7 separate regions of the Mus musculus genome follow, and regions 1, 2, 3, 5, 6 and 7 are each linked to region 4. The links are chromatin contacts, called in public HiChIP or PLAC-seq and promoter capture Hi-C maps. All regions are on one chromosome and are shown on one strand. The core of a region is the stretch at or near the end of the contact, and the rest is flanking DNA. Distances in the headings are between cores, read along the strand shown.

Evidence for each region. Promoter capture Hi-C pulls out the DNA fragments that hold promoters and counts their contacts. HiChIP or PLAC-seq counts read pairs in DNA pulled down with a chosen protein or histone mark.
Region 1: a contact with region 4 is called in a promoter capture Hi-C map of second pharyngeal arch cranial neural crest. The contact joins the enhancer-like site here to the promoter of Castor2 in region 4. A contact is called at or near these places in 8 of 39 promoter capture datasets (the C10 cell line, cranial neural crest, frontonasal cranial neural crest and 5 more) and 1 of 115 datasets of contacts at active chromatin or transcription factors (embryonic forebrain).
Region 2: a contact with region 4 is called in an H3K27ac HiChIP or PLAC-seq map of epiblast stem cells, with 18 times the contacts expected there. The contact joins the enhancer-like site here to the promoter of Castor2 in region 4. A contact is called at or near these places in 10 of 39 promoter capture datasets (the 3T3-L1 cell line, the C10 cell line, cranial neural crest and 7 more) and 2 of 115 datasets of contacts at active chromatin or transcription factors (embryonic forebrain and epiblast stem cells).
Region 3: a contact with region 4 is called in an H3K4me3 HiChIP or PLAC-seq map of embryonic forebrain, with 11 times the contacts expected there. The contact joins the enhancer-like site here to the promoter of Castor2 in region 4. A contact is called at or near these places in 3 of 39 promoter capture datasets (the C10 cell line, liver and pre-B cells) and 2 of 115 datasets of contacts at active chromatin or transcription factors (embryonic forebrain and forebrain).
Region 5: a contact with region 4 is called in an H3K4me3 HiChIP or PLAC-seq map of embryonic forebrain, with 11 times the contacts expected there. The contact joins the enhancer-like site here to the promoter of Castor2 in region 4. A contact is called at or near these places in 5 of 39 promoter capture datasets (the C10 cell line, cranial neural crest, hippocampal neurons and 2 more) and 3 of 115 datasets of contacts at active chromatin or transcription factors (astrocytes, embryonic forebrain and neural tube).
Region 6: a promoter capture Hi-C map of hippocampal neurons shows a contact between it and region 4, with 11 times the contacts expected there. The contact joins the promoter of Galnt17 here to the promoter of Castor2 in region 4. A contact is called at or near these places in 2 of 39 promoter capture datasets (cranial neural crest and hippocampal neurons).
Region 7: a contact with region 4 is called in an H3K4me3 HiChIP or PLAC-seq map of neural tube, with 13 times the contacts expected there. The contact joins the enhancer-like site here to the promoter of Castor2 in region 4. A contact is called at or near these places in 5 of 39 promoter capture datasets (the C10 cell line, cranial neural crest, liver and 1 more) and 3 of 115 datasets of contacts at active chromatin or transcription factors (embryonic forebrain, embryonic limb bud and neural tube).

What each region holds. Positions count from the first base shown.
Region 1 is chr5:131,646,151-131,649,038 of GRCm38.p6, reverse strand. All of the region lies in intron 5 of Auts2 (autism susceptibility candidate 2), which reads left to right. Among named protein-coding and RNA genes, the nearest start is that of 4930563F08Rik, 230 kb to the left of the region's middle. Within about 2 kb of position 1,303, at least 68 of the 459 cell types and tissues checked have an H3K27ac peak or open chromatin away from gene starts, as enhancers often do. A contact at or near this core is called in second pharyngeal arch cranial neural crest, where this site is marked.
Region 2 is chr5:131,525,386-131,528,473 of GRCm38.p6, reverse strand. The region is part of intron 6 of Auts2 (autism susceptibility candidate 2); the gene reads left to right. Among named protein-coding and RNA genes, the nearest start is that of Gm29681, 110 kb to the right of the region's middle. Within about 2 kb of position 1,328, at least 22 of the 459 cell types and tissues checked have an H3K27ac peak or open chromatin away from gene starts, as enhancers often do. A contact at or near this core is called in epiblast stem cells, second pharyngeal arch cranial neural crest and trophoblast stem cells, where this site is marked.
Region 3 is chr5:131,823,342-131,826,076 of GRCm38.p6, reverse strand. The region is part of intron 4 of Auts2 (autism susceptibility candidate 2); the gene reads left to right. Among named protein-coding and RNA genes, the nearest start is that of 4930563F08Rik, 56 kb to the left of the region's middle. Within about 2 kb of position 1,261, at least 37 of the 459 cell types and tissues checked have an H3K27ac peak or open chromatin away from gene starts, as enhancers often do. A contact at or near this core is called in embryonic forebrain and forebrain, where this site is marked.
Region 4 is chr5:134,098,223-134,101,023 of GRCm38.p6, reverse strand. It overlaps Castor2 (cytosolic arginine sensor for mTORC1 subunit 2), which reads right to left and starts at 1,276. Exons shown (of 9, transcript NM_030719.3): 1 at 873-1,276. The coding sequence starts at 985. It overlaps Gm15627 (predicted gene 15627), which reads left to right and starts at 1,383. Exons shown (of 2, transcript NR_166664.1): 1 at 1,383-1,898; 2 at 2,259-2,612.
Region 5 is chr5:131,800,947-131,803,697 of GRCm38.p6, reverse strand. All of the region lies in intron 4 of Auts2 (autism susceptibility candidate 2), which reads left to right. Among named protein-coding and RNA genes, the nearest start is that of 4930563F08Rik, 78 kb to the left of the region's middle. Within about 2 kb of position 1,272, at least 19 of the 459 cell types and tissues checked have an H3K27ac peak or open chromatin away from gene starts, as enhancers often do. A contact at or near this core is called in embryonic forebrain, where this site is marked.
Region 6 is chr5:131,305,872-131,309,026 of GRCm38.p6, reverse strand. It overlaps Galnt17 (polypeptide N-acetylgalactosaminyltransferase 17), which reads left to right and starts at 1,505. Exons shown (of 11, transcript NM_145218.3): 1 at 1,505-2,664. The coding sequence starts at 2,427.
Region 7 is chr5:131,599,133-131,602,052 of GRCm38.p6, reverse strand. All of the region lies in intron 5 of Auts2 (autism susceptibility candidate 2), which reads left to right. Among named protein-coding and RNA genes, the nearest start is that of Gm29681, 190 kb to the right of the region's middle. Within about 2 kb of position 1,457, at least 134 of the 459 cell types and tissues checked have an H3K27ac peak or open chromatin away from gene starts, as enhancers often do. A contact at or near this core is called in neural tube, where this site is marked.

The sequences.
Region 1 (2,888 bases), core at 54-2,553, 2.5 Mb after region 4:
CGAAGTAGCAGTGGAAATAATGTTATGATTTGGGGTCACCACAACACGAGGAACTGTATTGAAGGGTGACAACATTAGGAAGGGTGGGAACCACTGCCTTACCCAGGCTGTTTTGTTGGATTCTCTCTTACTGCTTTCCTTTGTTGCTCCTTCACTTTCTGCTTTTCCCACCCCTAGTCTAAGATTGAAAGCCAGGACTTTGTATATGCTCAGCCAGCACCATGTCACCGAATCATACTCTCAGCTCCTCACTGGAGAATTTCAGATAGACAGTCTACTACGGAACCAGTTCTCCAGGCCCTCACTGGAGGGTTCTGGGCAGGTGCTCTACCACTAAGCCACGCCCCCATCCCCTCCCTGGGGGATTCTAGGCAGGGGCTCTACCACTGAGCCACACCCCCAGCCCCTCCCTGGGGGATTCTAGGCAGGGGCTCTACCACTGAGCCACGCCCCCAGCCCCTCCCTGGGGGATTCTAGGCAGGGGCTCTACCACTGAGCCATACCAGCCCCACTTTCTTTCTTGATGACCTAAAAGCAAGTACTCCAGACCTTTGACAGTGCCTCTGTCCCAGTCTCCTGCCTGTGGGGGTCCTGCCTTGTGTCTTATTTCCCTCCCAGCTCCGTGAGGCCTCATGACCGTACTTGCTGAAAATTCCTGGAGATGTCAGCCTTCCTTGGCTGCTTTGCTTTTCTCCCACCCTGTAGATTCTTTAAAGTGACAAATCTCAGTACAAACATACAAGTATTCGATACATACTTGAAGGACCATAGTGTGCAGAAGGGCCAACTGTTTGATGATGGTATCGGGGCTGATTCAAACCCTTTGAGCTAGAAAGGAAATGTAGATTAAAGGGTTTAGGAGTAATCACAAATGAGCCTGAGTTTGTAGACACATTGGAAGAATTACCTCTGTGCAGATTCCTCTCACAGAGTTCATTTCCTCATGTGTTGAGAAATGCAGATGAGTATCAGCTTTGGCATCTGGTAAGGACATGAAAGGAGATCTGAAGGCAAGAGCCTCCCATGGTTCCTGGCAGAGAGATGGAATCTAGTGGGTATCCCTCTGTGTGCTCCACAGCCGCTGATTCTGTGGCAGGGAGTTTATGCAATCCCCATGATTTCCCAACTTACTGCTCCAGTAAATAAGGGGCTACATAAACAGACCTTGGCCCAGGGAAGGCGACTCACACGTTCACAGCTTCCTGCTTAGGGAATCCACGTGGAAATTGGGCTTCCATTTCTCAGCTTCTGTAGCAGAGCCTTGGGGAATTCTCTGGCCAGCTGCTGTGGGGTTAGTGTGGCTCATGAGGGGAGGAGGTGTCAGCCCTGGAAACTGCACAGGCCTCTGCTCCCAGCTCACGGGGCAGTCACATGCTGGGGCTGGGGCTGGGAGTGAAATAGCAGCTTGCAGAGCTTCCCCCCCTCCTCTCCTTGCGGAGCAGAGAGGTGGGATTTAGAGGGGACCTGACCTGTTAAGGACTGAGAGGGAAGCTAATGAACTGAGTCTGATACCGAGTGACTTTGGGGTTCCGTGGGGAGACTTGCCCATTTCATTTATTCTAGTACACTTTATAAAGCAGTTTCTATGTTTGTCAAAATTAGAGCTGATTTGGGGAGAAGGCAGGTGTGGGGGAAGTGAATTTTCTCTTGTTATGAGTTCTAGGCTCCCTGGAGTCATTTGGCCTGGCTCTGGGAGCCCAGAGAGAGCACAGAGGGCTTAGACACTCCTGTGATACACTCACTGGCTTGGGTTGATGCCAGGCCTGTGATCCAGGGCTGATACACAGAGGCAGGGGAGGGGGTATGAGAACTGCAGGGTCACCTTTGTGGATGGGAAAATTGTTCTAAGGAATTTTTTTGTTTTGTTTGTTTGTTTGTTTGTTTGTTTTGGTTTTTGGTTTTTGGTTTTTCAAGACAGGGTTTCTCTGTATAGCCCTGGCTGTCCTGGAACTCACTCTATAGACCAGGCTGGCCTCGAACTCAGAGATTCACCTGCCTCTGCCTCCCGAGTGCTGGGATTAAAGGTGTGCACCACCATGCCCGGCCACCATGTTGTCATTGTGATAGAGAGAATTACAATAGCACGTTCCATGTGCCTCCTGAAGGGTCCTGGCCAACCAAGTCTAGAAAAAGGCAGGGCTGAGGGTGGGTGGGAGGGGGCTAAAGAGAGGAAGCAGGAAAGGGGAGGAGGGGGTTGGATGGGACATGAAATATTGCTTAAAACATATCCCTAGACATAATAAAGTATTAAAGTGAAAATATCTCTCTCATTATATGCATTCCAAGCCTTATTATGGCATATGCAGAAGTGACTACAGGGCCGAGAGCTAACAATATCATGGACGAATCCCTATTATGCAAGAAAAGCTTTCTAGTCTCTTCCAGTGTCGGGATGTGGTGGTTGGTTTTCAGTAAAGGTCAGTGCCGGTGCCACACTGAATAGAGCTAAGAGTAGGGTTCGTTCTTTTGTGGACCACGGGCGCTGTTGGGGATTGATCTGAAAATCTGGTCTGTTGCAGGCCTTTGCTCTCAAGGGAGATTAATATTTTAGCTATTCCTTTTTGTTCAGGGCTTCTAAATGTATTTGGAATGAAAAGAAAGGTTAAAGAGGGGCTCTGGGACGGCTAGCTTCAGAGACTAGATCATTTCATGAAGGGAAATCAATTAAAAAAGGTTGACTGTGAACATCTATCCATTTAGCTTAGCCGCTATTGAATTTTCATGATGGACTTGGACTCTTTGGAGAGAACGAGAGTTAATGGCAATTGTTCCTTCCTCTTCAAAATTTATTATCTGGTTTATTCAATGGAAAACACTCCATCAAACTGGATAGAGGCCTTAGGCCTATTGATACATTTGCCTGTGTGGGGTTGGAATGGAGGGAGGGT
Region 2 (3,088 bases), core at 79-2,578, 2.6 Mb after region 4:
GAGACAGACTCCCACTTCGTCTCCAAGACCGAGCATGGAGAGTTCTCATGGACGTTGTTTATCAAGTAAAATGCATGCCCACCCTGAGCTCTGGGTGGACCTCATCAAGCTTTCCCCTACAGTTTATAGGGACATACTTGGGCTTGGGGAGGAGTGGGAGCATAAACAGATGGACACAGGATTGAGTACTGTAGTGGTTTAAATGAGAAGTACACCCATTTTTAGTACTTGGTCACCAGTTGGTCGCACTCTTTAGGGAAGCATAAGGGGTGTGGCCTTGTTACAGGAAATACATCACTAGGGGCCTCTCAGATTAAAAACCTAGTGCCACTTCTGGTTAGGGCTGTCTTGTCTGAAGCTTATGGCAAAGGATGTGATCTCTTAGCCTCCTGCTTTGGTCACCGAGCCAGCTGCTTACAGCCATGCCTCTTCACACAGGATGACTCTCATTTTTCTAGAACCTGGAACCCAAATAAACTCTTCTACATGGCCTTGGTCATGGTGTTAATTCAAAGCAACAGAAAAGTAACTAATACAGGTTTGTTGAGTGTTTGGGCAATATGTTTTTTATCAACATCACTGCCTGAGATCTGAGGAGTTGATGAGAGGAGAAACTGATTACCCAAACATGTTGCTGGGGTGTGGGGGGTGTGGCTTAATGGGAGTAGAGCAGTGCTTACTGGTAGCCCTGGTTTCTCTTCATGGCGCTGCATAAACCAGACGTGGTGGTGCACACCTGTAATCCCAGGGCTCTAGAGGTGGTAGAGGCAGGAGGATCAGAAGTCCAAGGTCACCTTCTGCAATATGAGTTACATAGTGAGATCAAAGCCAGCCAGAGGGCCTGTCTCAAAAAACCGAAAAACAAAGGTATTGCAAGCAACGTCAGGTCTAGTAACTTGTTTAATAGCAACAATGTCAACTGTTTTTGCTAGCTTTGAAGGGAAAGGATTTCTTGGTTTGAATACAAAGAAGGTAACATTGAATACAAAAAAGGCAATATTGTCTCTTGAGAAAAGTCGCTCTCCTAAAGCATTTCTACACCTAAAACTAATGCAGTTGACTGTGGTATAGCTTAAGGAGGGAAGTGTGGTTTAGATTTAATATCCCTTTATATGAACACAAGGAGCCCATTTTACAGCCTCTTGTGGTGTCTTGCATTTTGTGTAAGGTAGATTGTTGTGTCAAGCCCAGACCTGATTCTTGTCACAGGAAACTGAGCCAGTTTTAGCCTCTGCAGATTAGTTCTATTTTTTATCGACTCTTAAATCCCAGATAAGGAAAAGGTAGAATATTGTTCATTTTTTATTTTTCTCCCTCTGGGATTGTGTGTGTGTGTGTGTGTGGGTGTGTATGTGTGTGTGTGCTGCTTCAGAGCTGGCTTTCTTGGGGCTTTGAGAGATAGAAATGTCTTACATGTGGAGAATTAAATAGTGTTGAAGGGTAATTGGTGCTTGATGTGAGACAAAGGAGTTAGAAGTAGTTCCTTCTTCTCCCAACCCATACCACAAATAGCACGCAATCAGGCCCCCTTTGTCATGGAAATTGGCCTTCCTATGGAAATCTGACTCTCACACACAGAAGCTGTTGTATAGAATTATTCCTGGAGAATTCTGGGAAACAGATGCCTTGTCCTGTGAGTGTAAAATTACCCAGCAGAGACCAGAAATATTCCACGTGGCGAGAAAGTGCTTCTCTCTGGATTCACAAGTGTGTATACACATGTGGAAGCCAGATGTCCTGCTGAGTAGTCTTCCTTGACCATTTTTTTTTTTTTAACCTTATAGTGTGAGGTCAGCTTTCTTTCTCCCTGACACTGGAGCTCAGATTAGGCTAGCTGGCTGGGGCCCCTCTCCTGTCTTCATTTTCCTAGTGCTGGAATTACAGGTGTGCATGTGGGCTGCCAGGAATAGTTTTTGATTTTGTGGATGTGAGTTTGAGGATCAAACTCAGGTTTTCCTACCTGTGCAATAAACACTTTAGCTACAGCCCGGCCTCCTTACTGAGTACATTCATCCATGGCCTTCTAAGGGACGTGTGGGACACATGTTGGAGGAATAGAGGCAAGAATTGAGTTTTAAGATGTTGAGAGCATCTGACATGATTTTAGTTGTATTTGAGGGTTCAGCATTGGCCATCTTGCCACTTTTCCAGAAGGAAGGAGGAAGAGACCAGCGCTTCCCGCCCCCCCCCCCACCCCCCATCCTGAATGTCCCTGTGACCACTTGGGAAATGTTTGCTATGTAACGTGTTGTGTCTGCGAGTGCATACAGAGTATATGTGCACTTGTGTCCAGCATCTTTCTCAGTTGCTCTCCATTGTAGGTTTTGAGGCATGGTGTCTCACTGAACCTGTGTGCAGTGACTGCTTAGTGATCCCCAAAGGATCCACCAGTCTCTGCCTCCCAGTGCTGGGATTGTAGATCACTTCAGCACACTTGAATCTGACCCCTGGGCTGTGTTTGCTTCTGTGTAAACACTTTGCTGACTGAGCCATCATCTCTCCAGCCTCAAACTAGATTCTTTTCATGGATGTTTCTAAACAGATATGCTGATTGATTTCTGAGCCCACTAGAAAGCCCTTCACTTCCTTTATTGGGTGACCTCTGTATCCTTTGTCTGAAATCGTTTCCCATATACCCAGTGGTTTTCAGAGAAAAGCTTGAATGTTCTGCAAGCCCCTTTCAGTCCATCAGTGGGTATGTGTATGTAGTGTTTCCTTTAGACATTGGTCTGGTGTCTGGGTGTCTGGGTGTGAGAGGAATACATTCACATAGGCCATTGTGATAGCAATTATTACAACTAAAACACCAAGTCTGTGTTGTAGACCTGCAGCGAGAGGGGTTAGCCACCAAAGCCGCCTGCTCTTTAAGTGAGGCTTTCTAACACATTGTTCCGCCCCAGGCTGGGTTTCCTTCATTCAGGAAGCCCTTGGGCTATCCCAGGCTTCTGGGTTATTTCTAGTTTCTGACACCTGCAAGAAAAAAACCAAACCAAAACAAAACTCAAACCAAAAAACCGTTGTCTTCTCCCCCCCAAAAAATGTATGTTTATTTAACTAGGTTTCTTTTCTGCTTCCCAATCTGGATTCC
Region 3 (2,735 bases), core at 12-2,511, 2.3 Mb after region 4:
AGAGAAACCCTGTCTCTAAAAACAAAACAAACAAACAAAAACAAACAAACAAACAAAGGGAGCCTGAGACAAGAAATTCCCATAAGCTTGTGGGACAAGCTAACTTGGTACACATGGAGGTGGGAAGCAAGAGACCCTGTCTCAAAGGAAGAAGATGATGGACTAACACCTGAAGTTGTCCTCTGATGCTCCAGTGTACTATAGCGTATGCACGCGCGCGCGCACACACACACACACACACACACACACACACACACACATACTTTAAAAAGAAGCTGTAGTGCATTTGTTTGACTACTTAGAACAGCCTTGCACCCCTTGCTTGTTACATAACCCACAGAGGGCTTATTCATTTAACTGTTGTTTTCTATCTTAGGAGAAACTAGCAGCAGAATTGTTCAGCACCTTGGAGGCATTCTTCACAGCACAGACCTCCTGCTATCACTAATTAGCCACAGCATTCCCCGCCCAAGCCCCTAGTCCATGTGTTGTGCAGAATAAAAAAGTCTGCTTTTCCTAGGTAAGGATGGTGCCTGCCTCTCGATCTAGGGATGACACCGAGCTTTAGGGTAGTGGGAGTTCTTGGAGGAGGCAGTGTGATGAAATGTGACCTCCACAGATCTTGAGTGACTGGCTGTTTGCAGCCTACTGTTCTGTGGGAAGCAGGATCTGCATCAGCAAGCATCTTTGGATGCTAACAAAATCCCCGGGCAGCTGAGAAGAAGCACTAGTGTATTATACTGGTCTGTTAACAATTGGCCCCAGGCACCCACCCTGAAGCCATTTGAGATAATGATGGGTGTGCACAATAGCCTGTGGTCTTCCATTAGGAAGAACAAAAGGAAGGAGTTGGGAAGAGCAGAGAGAAGGAAAGGGCAGAGAGAGAGGAAGAGAGGGAGGAAGAGAAAGAGAGAGGGGGGAGGGGAAGAAGGGGTGGAGCAAAAAATATGGGAGGAGGGAAGAGAAGGAAGGACAGAAGGAAGGAAGGGAGAATAAGAGAGGAAAAGAGAGGAGAGAGAGGTGGAAAGGAAGGAGAGAGGAAGGTAGAAGAAAAGAGAGGATGAGAAAAAGGGAAGGAGAGGTAAGAGTGAAATGGAAGGAAGAGGGAAAGGGAGAAAAGCAGAGGAAGGCAGGCAGGTCCTGATTCTGCATGCTTGTTGCTTGTCCCTGTGCAGTGAAGCTTGTCAGCAATACCCCCCACTGCCCCTTCCTGCTGCTCCTGCCAGGAGGACCAGCCAAGGCTTTTACGCAGGCGCTCACAGACGCCCCTGTTCCATGGCTCTGCCATTTGCTCAGTGGGGGGACGTTTTCTTAGCGGAGCAGCACACCGCTCTGCCTGAGGGATTGAGAACATATTGCTTGGCAGGTGGGCCCCGCTCAGACGCACTGACTGTTGTTTCAATGGTGACAGGGAACATACATCACGAGGGCCCATTATGCCAGTGTAAATCCATGGTAACCTGCTCAAAGGGCTGCAACCAACTAACAAAGTATTTGGGTCTTAATAGGTGATATTTTAAAGATACATAATTGGGATCTGGGAAGTAATGCTGTGTGTCAGGCCACTCTTTTAGTCATCTTAACAGAAGCTGGGCCTCCAGAACAATACCACTCTTGTGGAGCCATGAGCATAAAGATGACAGAGATGGAGTTCCAGCGCCTCTGTAGGCAGCTAGGTAGGCCATGGCTGTTGCCCAGATCTCACCCAGCAGGGAAAGCAGCCCTCAGTTCTGAGGCCTTCTCTCTATTCATTGGCACTCGACATTGATGGACAGAGAAACCCCTGGGATGCCAAGTGGATGATGTCAGAGTTCTCCACAGTTTCTCATGGGAGCCCAGTAGGACTGAGAGCTTGGTTTGGCATTAACTGGTGGGCAGGCTAGCCTCTAAGCAGACACCTAACGCCGTTATCAAGTGGAGATGGTAGGGACTAAGGAGATGGCTTGGTGCTGAAAGGGCTAACTGCTCTTGAAGAGTACCTGGGTTCCATTCTAGGCACCCTCGTGGCATCTTACAACCATCTATTTGTAACTACAGTTCCAGCAGATCCTTCATCCCTCTGACATTCATAGGCACCAAGCATGCACCTCATACACATTCATTCATTCATTCATTCATTCATTCATTCAGGGAAAACACTCATTCACATAAAAATGAACCTTTTTTTTTTTTTTAAAAAAGCAATGTCTCCATTTTCCCTGTAGAATCCAATAAGATACTGAAATATTAGTTATAATTAATCGTGTGTCTGTGTGTGTGTGTGTGTGTGTGTGTGTGTGTGTGTGTGTTGAGACAAGGTATCACTGTGCACCCCTGGCTGCCTTGGAACTTGCTCTGTAGACCAGGCTAACCTCGAACTTGTAGAGATCTGCCTGCCTCTGCTTCCCAAGTGCTGGCACTAAAGGTATGTACTACTATGCCAAGCTGTAAAACTTATAACTGGATTTAGAGTCATCTAGATGGTAACACCTCTGGGCTTGTCTCTTGAGGCTGTTTGCAGAGGTACCTCACAGAGGGAGGAGGACTTATCTTGCATGTTGGTGGCAGGTTGTGATCCTGGACTAGACGAAAAGGAAAGAAAGAGAAAATAACGTAAGGACCAGTATTTATCTGTCTCTGCTTCCTGCTCTGCCCAGATACAAACACTCCTGAAAACCGTGCCTTTCCTACCCGTACCATCTCAAACCCCAGTCAGGAATAAACCCTTTTTCACTTACATTTTCTCATCAGATAAA
Region 4 (2,801 bases), core at 27-2,526:
CAGGAGTTTATGAAGTCAAACACATCCAGCAACGGGAAAAAAAAAAAATCTAAGATTAAAAAAAAATATTTTTTTTCTTCTTTTTCTTCTTACCTCCCAAGGCCTTCCACTATTTTTCTCCCCCTGGAACATCCAAGCCCAGGTTCCAGGCAGATCCATCAACACGTCTGCTCCTCCCCTTCCATGGTTCAAAATCCCCCCCCCCCCCCACTTCGCTGGACCCCCAAAGAGAAAAGAAATCAGCGACCCTGGCCCTGCTGCCCCTCCCCCGCTGCCTGCACCTCTTCTCCCCTCGCAGGCACCTGGAGATAAACATCTACTAATGATTTTATGATATTTCTGTTCTGGGGTAGACCGACCTCAGCGCCATCCCTCCCCGCTTGCCAATGGCTACAGGGGGGCCGGCCCAACTGGGAGGAGGGTAGTGGTGGTGGTGGTGGTGGTGGATGGATGGGGGGATGGGGCGTGTTTAGTTTGTAAATTTCCTCCTCCAGATCCCCACACCTGTTTTTCATTCATTCATTCGTTCATTCATTCATTCACGGATGCATCATAGAGGCCATTTAGGGAGGTTACTCGGGATCTCGGGGAAGGGACTGAGACGGGAGGGGGGGGTGTTGGGTGTTGGTGGCAGCAGTTGGAGGCGCAGTGGGGTGGGGGCTTCTGGGTGGAGGGGACCCCCACTAGAGAGCACAGGGGTGGCTTTGTCCGATGCAGGAGAATGGCAGAGATTAGGGGGGGATGAAGTTGTTTTGCACTGCGTCCCCCCGGGGTGCGCCTCTTTGTCTGTCCCGGGGCTGGTACCATGAGCCCCCCCCGACACCCCCCCCCCCCGTCAGCCATCCCCTCGCCCCTTACTCTCTTTCTCTCACCTGGTCTTGGAAGACAGGAAGGCAAGTTTGATGAGGCCGTAGGTGAAGAGCGGGATACTCTCCTTGGCGACGCTGGCAACTTGCAGCCGGTGTTCCAGAATGTGCAGTTCCATCGTCCGCCCAGGGCTCCTCCACGGCGGATCATCCGCGGTGGCCCGAGTTGGGGGGGGGGGGACGGGGACGAGCCGCGGCCCCCGCCCCCTGTGCGCCCCAAGCCGTGGGGCAACCGGCCCAGGGAAGGGGGCCCGGAGCTCGATGCCGGGTTGATTCGTACTCGAGCCAGAAAAAGGAAGCTTGGCAAGTTGCAAAAAAAGGAGGCCTGGGGAGGACCTGCGGGGTGCAGCAAGCTACGGGGTGGACAAGCAAACAGCGCCCGGCTGAGCGCGGCGCCCGGCGCAGCAGCAGCTGGTGTTCGCTGTAACAAACAACTTGCCACTCAAACGCCGGGCCCGTGATGCGCAGGCGCCAGCCGGGAGGCCACGCAATGCCAATCGGGATTTGTAGTCCGCGCGCGCGCTTTTACGCGGCCCTCCCCCCAACCCCCCGGACTACTCCAGCTTGCTGATGTCAAGCCAGGGGGGCTGGGCTGCTGCGCCACGGTGCCCTGGGAATGCAAGATTTCGGGGTTCCCCAGGGACACAGAGGAACCCGATGGGACATATAGGGAATTTGGAGCGGATTTAAGCTTAGATGCATGCTCTTTAATCGCTCAAACTCAGGATTAGGTACTTTCTTTGGGGTGTCAATCGAGAACCCCTTTCCTCAACAAGCAACTCCAGCGTTGGAAAAGGCCTGATCCTGCCAGAGGAGAGATTTAGAGGAATCGGTGATTGTCGTTCAGGGAAGGAAAGCAAAAGAAGAGTTGGGTTAGATAGAGAAGGGTGCCGGCTTCCTTGGAAAAGGGTGCTGGGGGCTGAATGAGAGCACGCAGGCAGGGGGAGGGGGGCGCTCAGAGGGAGAGCTGCGCGGCCTTCCAGGCAGAAGGAACACCGTGTCCAAACGCACAGAAGCGTGAAAGCCCCCACGGTACTGTGTTTGGCTTTGTTGCTGCGGAAAATGTGAGGGAGGATAGAGATAAGGCAGGCACGGGAACCAGGACCCGGGTCTCCGGGATCATGGGTGCAAAGCTGCTGAAGTAACTGTGGATCTGGGAGGGTGGAGGGGTAAGGGGGAGCGGGAGGGGGTTACCGGGGTGAGGTGGAGAGCGGAACTGAATCTGAATGAGAGTTATCCTTAGTGTTTCTAACCCCAGGCTTGAGTGCTGTATGGGGGACCTGTTTAGCAAATATTCTGCCCGCCCCTCCCGCCCCTCTCCCTTTCATGGCTGACTAGGTTTTGAAATCCTCTAGGTTAAAGTTACTGACTAGTGCTTTTGCCCTTTGGCAGAGTGCTTTGACGTTGTGGTGGGTCAAGTCTACCTGACGAGGCGAACAGGGAACTCTTCGGGGAGAAAATCCTGCCTGTCAATCTCATATTCTCAGTTCCCTTCTATCAGATGGGGGCTTATTGTGCTGCCTCATACCCACTAAAGGGCGTGAAACCCAGAATTCTCACTATGTCTTTTAATGTAGTTAAAGATTGGGCCTTCGAGATGGCTCAGTGGGTAAAGACGCTGCCAAGTTTGCTGACCTGAGTTCGATCTTCTGGACCTTGGAAGGAGAGAATGGAACCCTGCAGGTTGTTCCTCTGATTTGTACATGCGTGCACACACGTAATTTCAATAAATAACTGATAGCTCTATTTTTCTTTTGTTTTGAGACAGAGTCTCGTTTATCTCATGTTATCCTTCATCAAGTCTATCTATAGTTGAAGATAACCTTGAACTTCTGATCTTTTCGCCTCCATTTCGGTTGCCTGTACAGAGCCACATCTGGTTTATGCTGTGGTGGGGATGGAACCCAGAGCTTTGTACATAGTAGGCAGACAGTC
Region 5 (2,751 bases), core at 23-2,522, 2.3 Mb after region 4:
AATTCATTCCCAGACCCGATAAAGCGTGGTTGACAAAAGTGTGAGATGGAATGAGGTGGGGTGAACGTCTTCATGCTTTATTGCTCTTGATTTCTCTACACAAAATAAATAGACAGAATGAACTAAAAAAATCTCTTCTTTATGAAGGTGGGATCCTGGCAGCTGAAAGCCTGCTCATAAAAACCTTCTCTGCCACACAGAACCCAGCCGGTCTCGGCGTAGGAGACAGTGGGGATGGATGGCTGGTGTGCGTGTTCCTGTTGCAGACAGAGTGCATATGTAAAGCCTGCGTTCATGGGTTCGCTGGCACTCAAGATCTGAGAAAGAAGCCACTTGTCTTTCCACAATTTGGGGGAGGGGGAAAGGGAAATTAGGATGGTGGTTTTAGCTGTGGTGGTGGTTTGATGGCCGTTCTCCCCGCCAGAAAGGATTTAAAATAATACTTGGTTTTCCTGTGTGCCCTTTTCACCTGACATCTTGTTTTGAAAGAGAAAAAAAAATTGGGGAGAGTCAAGCTGCTGAGATGGCTTAGCAGGAAAGGCTCTTGTCACCAAGCCTATGACCTGAGCTGGATCCTTATGAACTCCATGGTAGAAAGAGAACTTGTTCTGACCTCTATACATACTGCCTAGCATCTAAACACATACATGTACATGCGCATGCACATGCACAAGAACATACACAGAGATGCACACACACACACACACACACACACACACACACACACACACACACACACACTGTTAATAAAGCCTTTAAAGGCATGACCAGCCCAACCTCTGATTTCATCTGTCTCCTTGGCCAGGACTAGCTGCACTTCTCTGACCCATTACCCCATCTTCCTTCTGTCCTCCTCCTTCTTGGGGGGTCACAGCCTGCCAGGAGCATTCACTGCCGTAGCAGGACAGAATGGCTCATTGGTTTCAGACATTAAGTTTTCTGCTGAAAGCCTGCTCGGAGCTGGTGTGACAAATGGATTTTACCTGCTGCTAGAGAATGAGTCTCTATCCCACCCGCCTGCTCACAAAAGCCCTATCCCCCACAATCTTGCAGAGCCCAACCCCAAGAGCAAGGAACAGAGATCTGCCCTGAGGCACCATCTGTTTCTGTCGGCAGATATGTTGGCCCCTCCAGTTGCATCTGCTGAGGAGAACTGTGAACTTGATGAGTTGTAGGGAGGCAATGTTTGGTCTTCCCCCAACCCCCCACCAGCCTCTCTGTTAGCCTTCCCTGACTGGGCTGCTGGGTTCATGGTGTGGATCTGCAGGAGCCGCCTCTCCGGCCTCATCTGTATCAATTGAAAATCAGTCACTGGGAGTGTGTAGCAGTTAACAGGGACCCCAGGCATGTCCCAGTGACATCAATCCTTCTTCTGTTTTGGTAGTTCAGGAAACAATTAAAAATCTGATGCATTCCAGGGAGGATTTCAAATAAATCAGCTGATAGCTGATACCGTGTAGCTTCTTGGTAGCAAAGCAAAATGAACATCCCAGCCGCATCTGTGTACAGTGCGCTGAAATAAAGAAATTAACCATGCATCACCTCCGATAGAGCAAGCAGCTGGCCTGTTCTGAACCTTTCCAAAGTACCCAAAAGCTACTGATTTGTTAAGTTGTCAGCCTCCTTATGGACATCAAGGCCTCCATGCATATGCCAAACATCAAGCTGGCCAAAAAGCAGTTAAGTTCTGGGATAATCCAGACACTGATTAAACGTAGCCAGGGCCGACCTGTTTTTTCAGAACAAAGCTGACATGGTGAGCTGGACACAGGGCTTAGAGAGGAGGTTGTGTAAGATGCAGGCTTGGAGTATGGAGGGATAGTACACCCATTAGGAGTCTACTGCTGTGACTGGAGAGGTGGCTGGACGGTTAAGAGCACTGTCTGCTCTTCAGAGGAACCAGCTTCAATTTCTAGCACCCACATGGCAGCTCACTGCTGTCAGCAACTTCAGTTCTAGGCAACCTGACGCCCTCATACAGATAGACTTACAGGCAAAACACCAATGCACATGAAATAAAAATAAGTAAATTTATAAAAAAAAAAAGCAGAACAAAAAACAGAAGTATATACTGCTCTTGTAAGAGAGCCAGGATGGGCAATTCACAGCAGCCGGTGACTCCAACTCCAAGGGGCCTGATACCTCTGGTCTCCGTGGACATGCACGCTCATGCATGGACATCCACACCGACCCTTAAAATAAATCTTTTAAAAAAACAAAATTGAAACACGTGAAAGTAGGATTGGCAGTGATCATAGTAAGAATGGCTGCCTGAGTTTGGTGATCTCAGAATACTAATGAGAAAAGTGCCCCCACTCTCCGTGGGCAGATGTGCTATTGTGGAACTTGTGTTAATTATCTTTAATTACAGTTCTTCCCACCTCAGCTTTCCCAGCATCCTCTTTGCACCTGTATTTGAAGGGATTTCAGGTCTTTTACAGTTTCCTGGGAAATAAGAACCAGCCTTCTTGTAGTGTTCTTTTTAAGTCGTGTGACATGCCAGGCAAGGAGATGTTGTGGGCCTGTGATCCAACCGTGGTGCCATCTGATGAGTTGGGAGGGTCCTTGAGCATTCTGGGTCAATCTGGGCTATAGAGTTGAGATTCGTATCAGTCTGGTCTACAGTATGAGCCCATGTCTTCGAAGGATAGCAAATGAATATGAAAGTCACAAAGATGAGCATACCCTTAAAAAAACATAGCAATCCTAGTATTCTTCTGCAAATAGAAACTGATATTCTCCCCCAAATAA
Region 6 (3,155 bases), core at 256-2,755, 2.8 Mb after region 4:
CCCAAACAACAATACCTTTATTGAAATGAGGGCCAGGCTTGGTGGCTAGGACTGCAATCCTAGTATTTGGGAGGTGAAGTTAAGAGATCAGGAATCATCAGTTAGGGGCTAACTAGCCTAGGCTAACTGAGATGGCATAAACAAAGGAACACTAAAATCTCCATCAAGGTCCAAACAAACAAAAGCAAACAAGAAAACACTTCGTTCCCTTTTAAAAGAAACCCAACCAATCTAACCTGGAACTTACTTTATAGACAAGGATGCTTGTGAGTCTCTGATCTTCCTGCCTCTACCTTCCAAGTGCTGGGATTATAGGCTTGCCACCAGCAAGCCTGGCTGTGAAGAGCTGGAGGTGGGGGGTGGGGTGGGAATATCCAGTTGAGGTCTAGGCAAGCACTCAACTTCAGCTCAACAGCTTAACTACATCCCATCTCCAAACCCCCAAACCCGAACATGCCCCCTGAACCGCCCCCCTTCCATGCTCCAACCAAAAGCTTAAATCTAAGTCAACCAAACAAAACTAACCAATGAACAACAGCAACAAACTTTAATCGGATGGGAAGAATGAAGTGGGAGTCCCTGAATTCACTCAGCTGATTCTTATCTGCTGGCAGTCTGGTTTCTTTCTCTGGCCTAAGCAATTAAAAAAAAAAAAAAATTAGAGGGCAGGTTTGGATTCCAGTCTTTGGAACTCCTGGGTCTCAGGAAAAGAAGTAGGTTGTGGAGACCCATCAGGGCCATAAATCCAAGTGCATGGCACCAAAATAAGAGTTTACAGAGTAGGGGCAAGCACAGAAGCACCAACTAAGATGGTCAGAACTCTCCCAGGGCTCAAGCAAGAAGGACACAGGGCCTTGCTCTGAAAGTAGCGGAATCCGAGTCTCCAGGCCAGATTTTCCCTCTAGCCATTCCGGGCCAAGCTAAGCAGAGCAGCTAAGCCAAGAGAAAGGGATGTCTTCCTCGTCTGCCGGGATGGAACAAACCCGGCTGCTTAGAGAGCGCTGAGAACCCCAAGGGTCCCTCACAGCCCTTAGCAGCCAACAGGACATGACTGCTCTTGGTCCGGCGCGCTCCCCGCTCTCTCCAGACACCCCCACCCTTTCCGGGTGCGCGCGCAAGAGTGGGCCAGCTTCCCCTAGCTGTGCGCTCCGCAGCCTGCGGGTGGCAGCGGCGTTGGCGACTGGCTCTCAGGGAAGAGGGTGACCAAGGGACCGCGAAGGAGGAGTCGGCGCCGCAGCCGCTCCCCTCGGGACCGCGCCCCGCCTTCCGTCGCCACCTGAGCATCCCCTCTTGGCTCCCAGCTGCTCCAATCTATCCCACCATTCCCTCTAGGGGACCGTGTGTACTCTTAGTGCCGCAGCCGCGGTGTCATTGCATCCGGTGATCGGGACACTCGGATCTTGGTTCCCTTGGGGGCTTGGGACGAGCTGCACGGGCCGTGGTGACAGGCTGCGGGGGCGCCAGCGCGCATCCCTCCCCCGCGACATTTAGAAAGGCGTGTAGACAACTGGTGTGACTTTGGAGGTCCGACTCCTCCTTCCGGCCAGCCTCGCAACGCGCCACCTCCCGAGACAAGCCAGTGTGTCCGGCAGGCCCCGGAGGCTCGTGTAGGGACTTGGAACGTGTCCGGGAACCCGTGGCGCTGTGCGCACTGGTGAGTTTTGCGGGCGGGGTGGGGGCGGAGAGGACGTCGCGCTGGGTCCCTGCTCCCGCCCCTTTCCTGCTGTCCCCCCCTCCACTTTGAGAGAGTCATTGAGATTTGAGCGTGACTGCGGAGCCTGGAGGATGCAGGCACGGGGCGCGGGGTTTTCCTCTTCTCAGAGTGATGGAGAGAGCCGGTGAGCTGAACAAAGACACCCGCCCTGAGGAGCGGGTCCTTTGCTGAAGAACTCTATTTTCGCCCTGCGACGGCCGCCTGCGGGCGAGAGTGTCGGCCGCGCAACTCCAGGAGTGGCGCGCTCTTCCGCCGGCGGGCGCAGAGCTGGAGCCCGGCACCTGCGCGCCACTCCCGCCACATCCCCAGAGCATTCCGACTACCAAAGGATTGTTCCTGAAGGTCTACGTCTGCGGAGGAGGTCCAAAGTCTAAAGGCAACCTGTTTGCTGTTCTACAGGGAGAGACCCTGGGACCTTTATCTTTTGCTGTCTTGTAGAAGGGACTGCGTGCTGTGGACGGAGCAGGCATTTCAGAGACACTTTTGCAAGCCAGGGGCTTCCATGTGAGAGATCAGCCGCGTCCTTCCAGTGGTTACTGGCGCCAGAGAATCGGCGTTTTGTGGTCAACAGCAGCTGGGACCCCCAGCCCTTTGCCCCCTCCCTCGGCCATTGTTCGGTGTGTGGGGTCTACTCCGTCTCAGGCTGCCCTGCGCCTCGCAGGTGAGGCTGGTAGAGGCGTGGGTCCAGGGAAAGGACCGGCCGTGTTGTTTGATGGCTTCACTGAGGAGAGTCAAAGTGTTGTTGGTGTTGAACTTGATCGCGGTGGCCGGCTTCGTGATCTTTTTGGCTAAGTGTCGGCCTATCGCGGTGCGCAGCGGAGACGCCTTCCACGAGATCCGGCCTCGCGCAGAGGTGGCCAACCTCAGCGCGCACAGCGCCAGCCCCATCCAGGATGCGGTCCTGAAGCGCTTGTCGCTGCTGGAGGACATCGTCTACAGGCAGCTTAATGGTAAGGACGTGCCCTGCCGCCTGTGGGTCGTGGTGCAAGCAGGGCACAGGGTGATCTCCCTGGCTCTCTGTATCCTAAGCTGACATCTGAACCAGCCCGATCTCTCTCTTCCATCCCTGCCCTGTGCCTGGGACTATTGTAGAAACCACCACCGGATTCTTTTTCATGATATACTGCAGCTGGAAGTTTGGTCTTCCTCTAGAAACCTGCCACTACAGTCGACTCTTGGTCTCTGCTCGTGACTCCAGCTTAGAACATACTGCAGACTGGGAACCTCTAGAAAGGAAATAGCTGTCAGTTCATGGTGTTTGATGGAGGAGCTGGTAGGGAAGTGGGTGTCATGGCTTGCAAAGTGAGGGCTCGAGTAAATACATTATTCCTTTAGGTTGATTGCATCACTAAGAATGCAGACTCTTTCCTCCCCACTGCCTGGGTGCAAGGTGGTCTATTAACAACCAGTCTACTCCCGAACCTCGTGGCAATCGAGGGTC
Region 7 (2,920 bases), core at 208-2,707, 2.5 Mb after region 4:
GGGCCAGCTAAGTCCCATAGTGGCGGTGTTGACCCCAGAGGTGTACAGAGAGCCAGCAGGGAGAGAGAGCTTCTTGCTAACTCTACAGGGCATAGAGGCCATAGTCAGAGCAAGGACAGTAGCAATGGGTTTACAAACAGGAAGGAAAAGAAAATGCAGGAGTTGTACATGCAAGAGAAGCTGGGCTGCAGAGATGGCTCAGTGAGTACAAAGGGCTTGCAGTACAAACATTGAGGAGCCTGGTTCAGATCCCCAGACCTAGGGGAAACACTGGGCACAGTGCTGGAAAGGCACAGCTAGCCAGATTGCTGGGGCTCACCGGTCCTCCAGCACAGCCAATCAGTAAGCCAACTTTCAGAGAAAGACTTTGTCTCAAAAAAATGAGACAATTGAGGGAGACACCTATAACCAGCCTCAGGCCTCCATACCCAGGCGTGAGCTCCACACGCCACACGGTTCGCAAGCGCTCACACACACTGATCGATATAAGAAAGTAATCTCTTCGGTTCCTTGGAGTATTCTAGTCAACCATCGGAGGCCTTTGTAGGAAGATTCGGCTTGGTTGGATGGCCTGTCTGGGTGTTCCATACCCATAGCCCTGCATTAACACGCACTCACACACGCTGGGTTTTAGATCACTGGCCAAGTGGTCCCTTGGAAAGTGGCAGAGTTACCAGTCTCTATATGAGCCATAACACATCCCAAACACAGGCTGCAATCATCATTGGTCAGCTGGATAGCAGACTAGCCATGGACTTAAGCAAGTGAAGGAAACCATCTTTGGTTTTTGATGTAGATTAGTTTCAGGTCAGAGATTAAAAATGGCTGGAAAAAAACAAAAAACAAAACAAAAACTACCTGTCCTCCCACAGCCAATTGTGTTGCCAAAATCCCACCCAACTTCCACATATGCTAATCTATAGTTCTCTCAGAAATTCCTCTGGGTGAACTGGGGGGGGGGGGGGGGAAGAAATGATCAATTTAATTTCTCAGTCTAATGAACTGGTCTTATACATAAAAATTTAAATGACTTTTTTTTTTTATGAAAGTGGAGACCAACATCAGTGATGCAGCCACCACTGTCTCCATGACAACGTCTCGAATGTGGCAGTCCATGTGACTTCACAGTCCACAGGCCCTTGAAATGAAGCAAAGGAAAGTTTTAGTTGCCCTTCTGAAATTGCAGGAGGCTCTGGGGATGTCTGAGACGGGGCTGAATAGGAGTCGGTGTCTAGTGTGGATAGGCAGTGTGCACTTCGGAGGTATTCCTCTTACTCTGCCTGTGTAGAGTGAAGTCTGCCATAGAGAGATCATTTTCCTGCTTGGCTCAGGGCTCTGAGCCAGTTGCTGGCTGTGGAGGAGGCGGGGCCTTTGTCCTCTCTTCTGCTCCCATGCCCTGCCACCCCCGCTGGCCTGCTTAGCCCCAGTCTGACACATCACAGCCTATTAGTGCTGATGCGGGGTTGTGATGTGCCTCTCCTTGGGGAGTCCGCGGCAGAACTGAACAAAGTCCTTGGTAATCTGTGCTTACGGCTTGCCCCCTGGGGAGAAAGGCCCGCCAGCTGGCACTCTCCTGCAGAACACATCACTTCCCCTGGCAGCAGCAAAGGCAGCCTGGCAGGGGGCCCAGAGGCCAGTGGTTTGCAGGGCCAAACTGCCAGGCAGCTCACCTATAGATCCCACACGTTGCTCCCTGCCCTCGAGACAGGAGACTGGCCAACCTCACAGTGCGACTTCAGACCATCTACTTGGTCCTTTCCAGGCAACCATGGTGGCTGTCTTAGAACAGCCTCCACTGTGAGTAGACATGAGGCCTTTTTCTTCTTTCTGTTTTTCCCAGACTTTCAGTAGATAACACAGAGTACAGCCCTGTGTAGTGGGAAGGAAATAATGCACCTGGGTCTGAGGACAGGGTGGCATAAGAAGACTCCATGGTATATGTGTGCATATACCATGCATATACCTGTGCATGTGTGTGAGTGCGTGTATGCACACACATTAAATGTCTGGAGAGAGGCTGAGGTGATTGCTCGCTCACCTAGCATGCAGGAAGCCTAAGCTTCCATCCCCAGCATGGTAGCAGGACACATTTGTGGAGGCAGAAAGATCAGAACTTCAAGGTCATCCTCAGCTAAGCATCAAGTTCATGGCAAGTCCATCTTCTTCACCAGGAGTGTGCGTGACTCTTGGTTCGCATAGGCAAAGGTCAGTTAGGCCTTTTTGCAGCAATATCCAGTGATCGTAATGAAAGCCTGGGGCCAGTAGAAATGGCAGAGTGATATTAGAAATATCTCTCACCAGAAGATATGTAATGTATTTAATGCAGATATTTCTCCATAAGGAAAAGGAAAACTAGCTTCTCTCTGCCTTGAGACTTCTTGATTCCATTTATCTGAGTCCACTGGGGATGTGAAGAGTACAGCATTGTTATTAGTTCCTGCTAATAGCAAGCATGTTCTAGGCTCTGGGTCCTGAGCTAGGTTTTCAAACTCTGGTTTTGGGTTTCATTTGGTTTGGTTTGTGGTCCAGAGTAAAAGCTCATGTCATTAGAATAACATACTCCCCAAGCAAGAAAAATTCCCTGCAAACTTAGACTAGAGAGACCTGAGAATGTCTTCAGTTGGGCAGCAGGACTGGTCAGAGAGAGAGTGGCAGGGTTGTTAACGGTCACAAAGGAAGTCTCAAGACCCAAGGTTAAGAGCAGAGATGTGTTAGAGAAATGGCTTAGCAGTTAAGAGTGCTTAGTACCCTTGCAGAGGACCTGAGTTTGGTTCCCAACACCCACAGAGTGGCTCATGACTACCTGGAACTCCAGTTCCAGAGGAACCCAGTGCCACCTCTGGCCTCCCCTCCCTGCACAGAGATGATATACATAACCTCCTACCTGCAGACTAACCTAAGTAAAAGAAATATGTCTCTT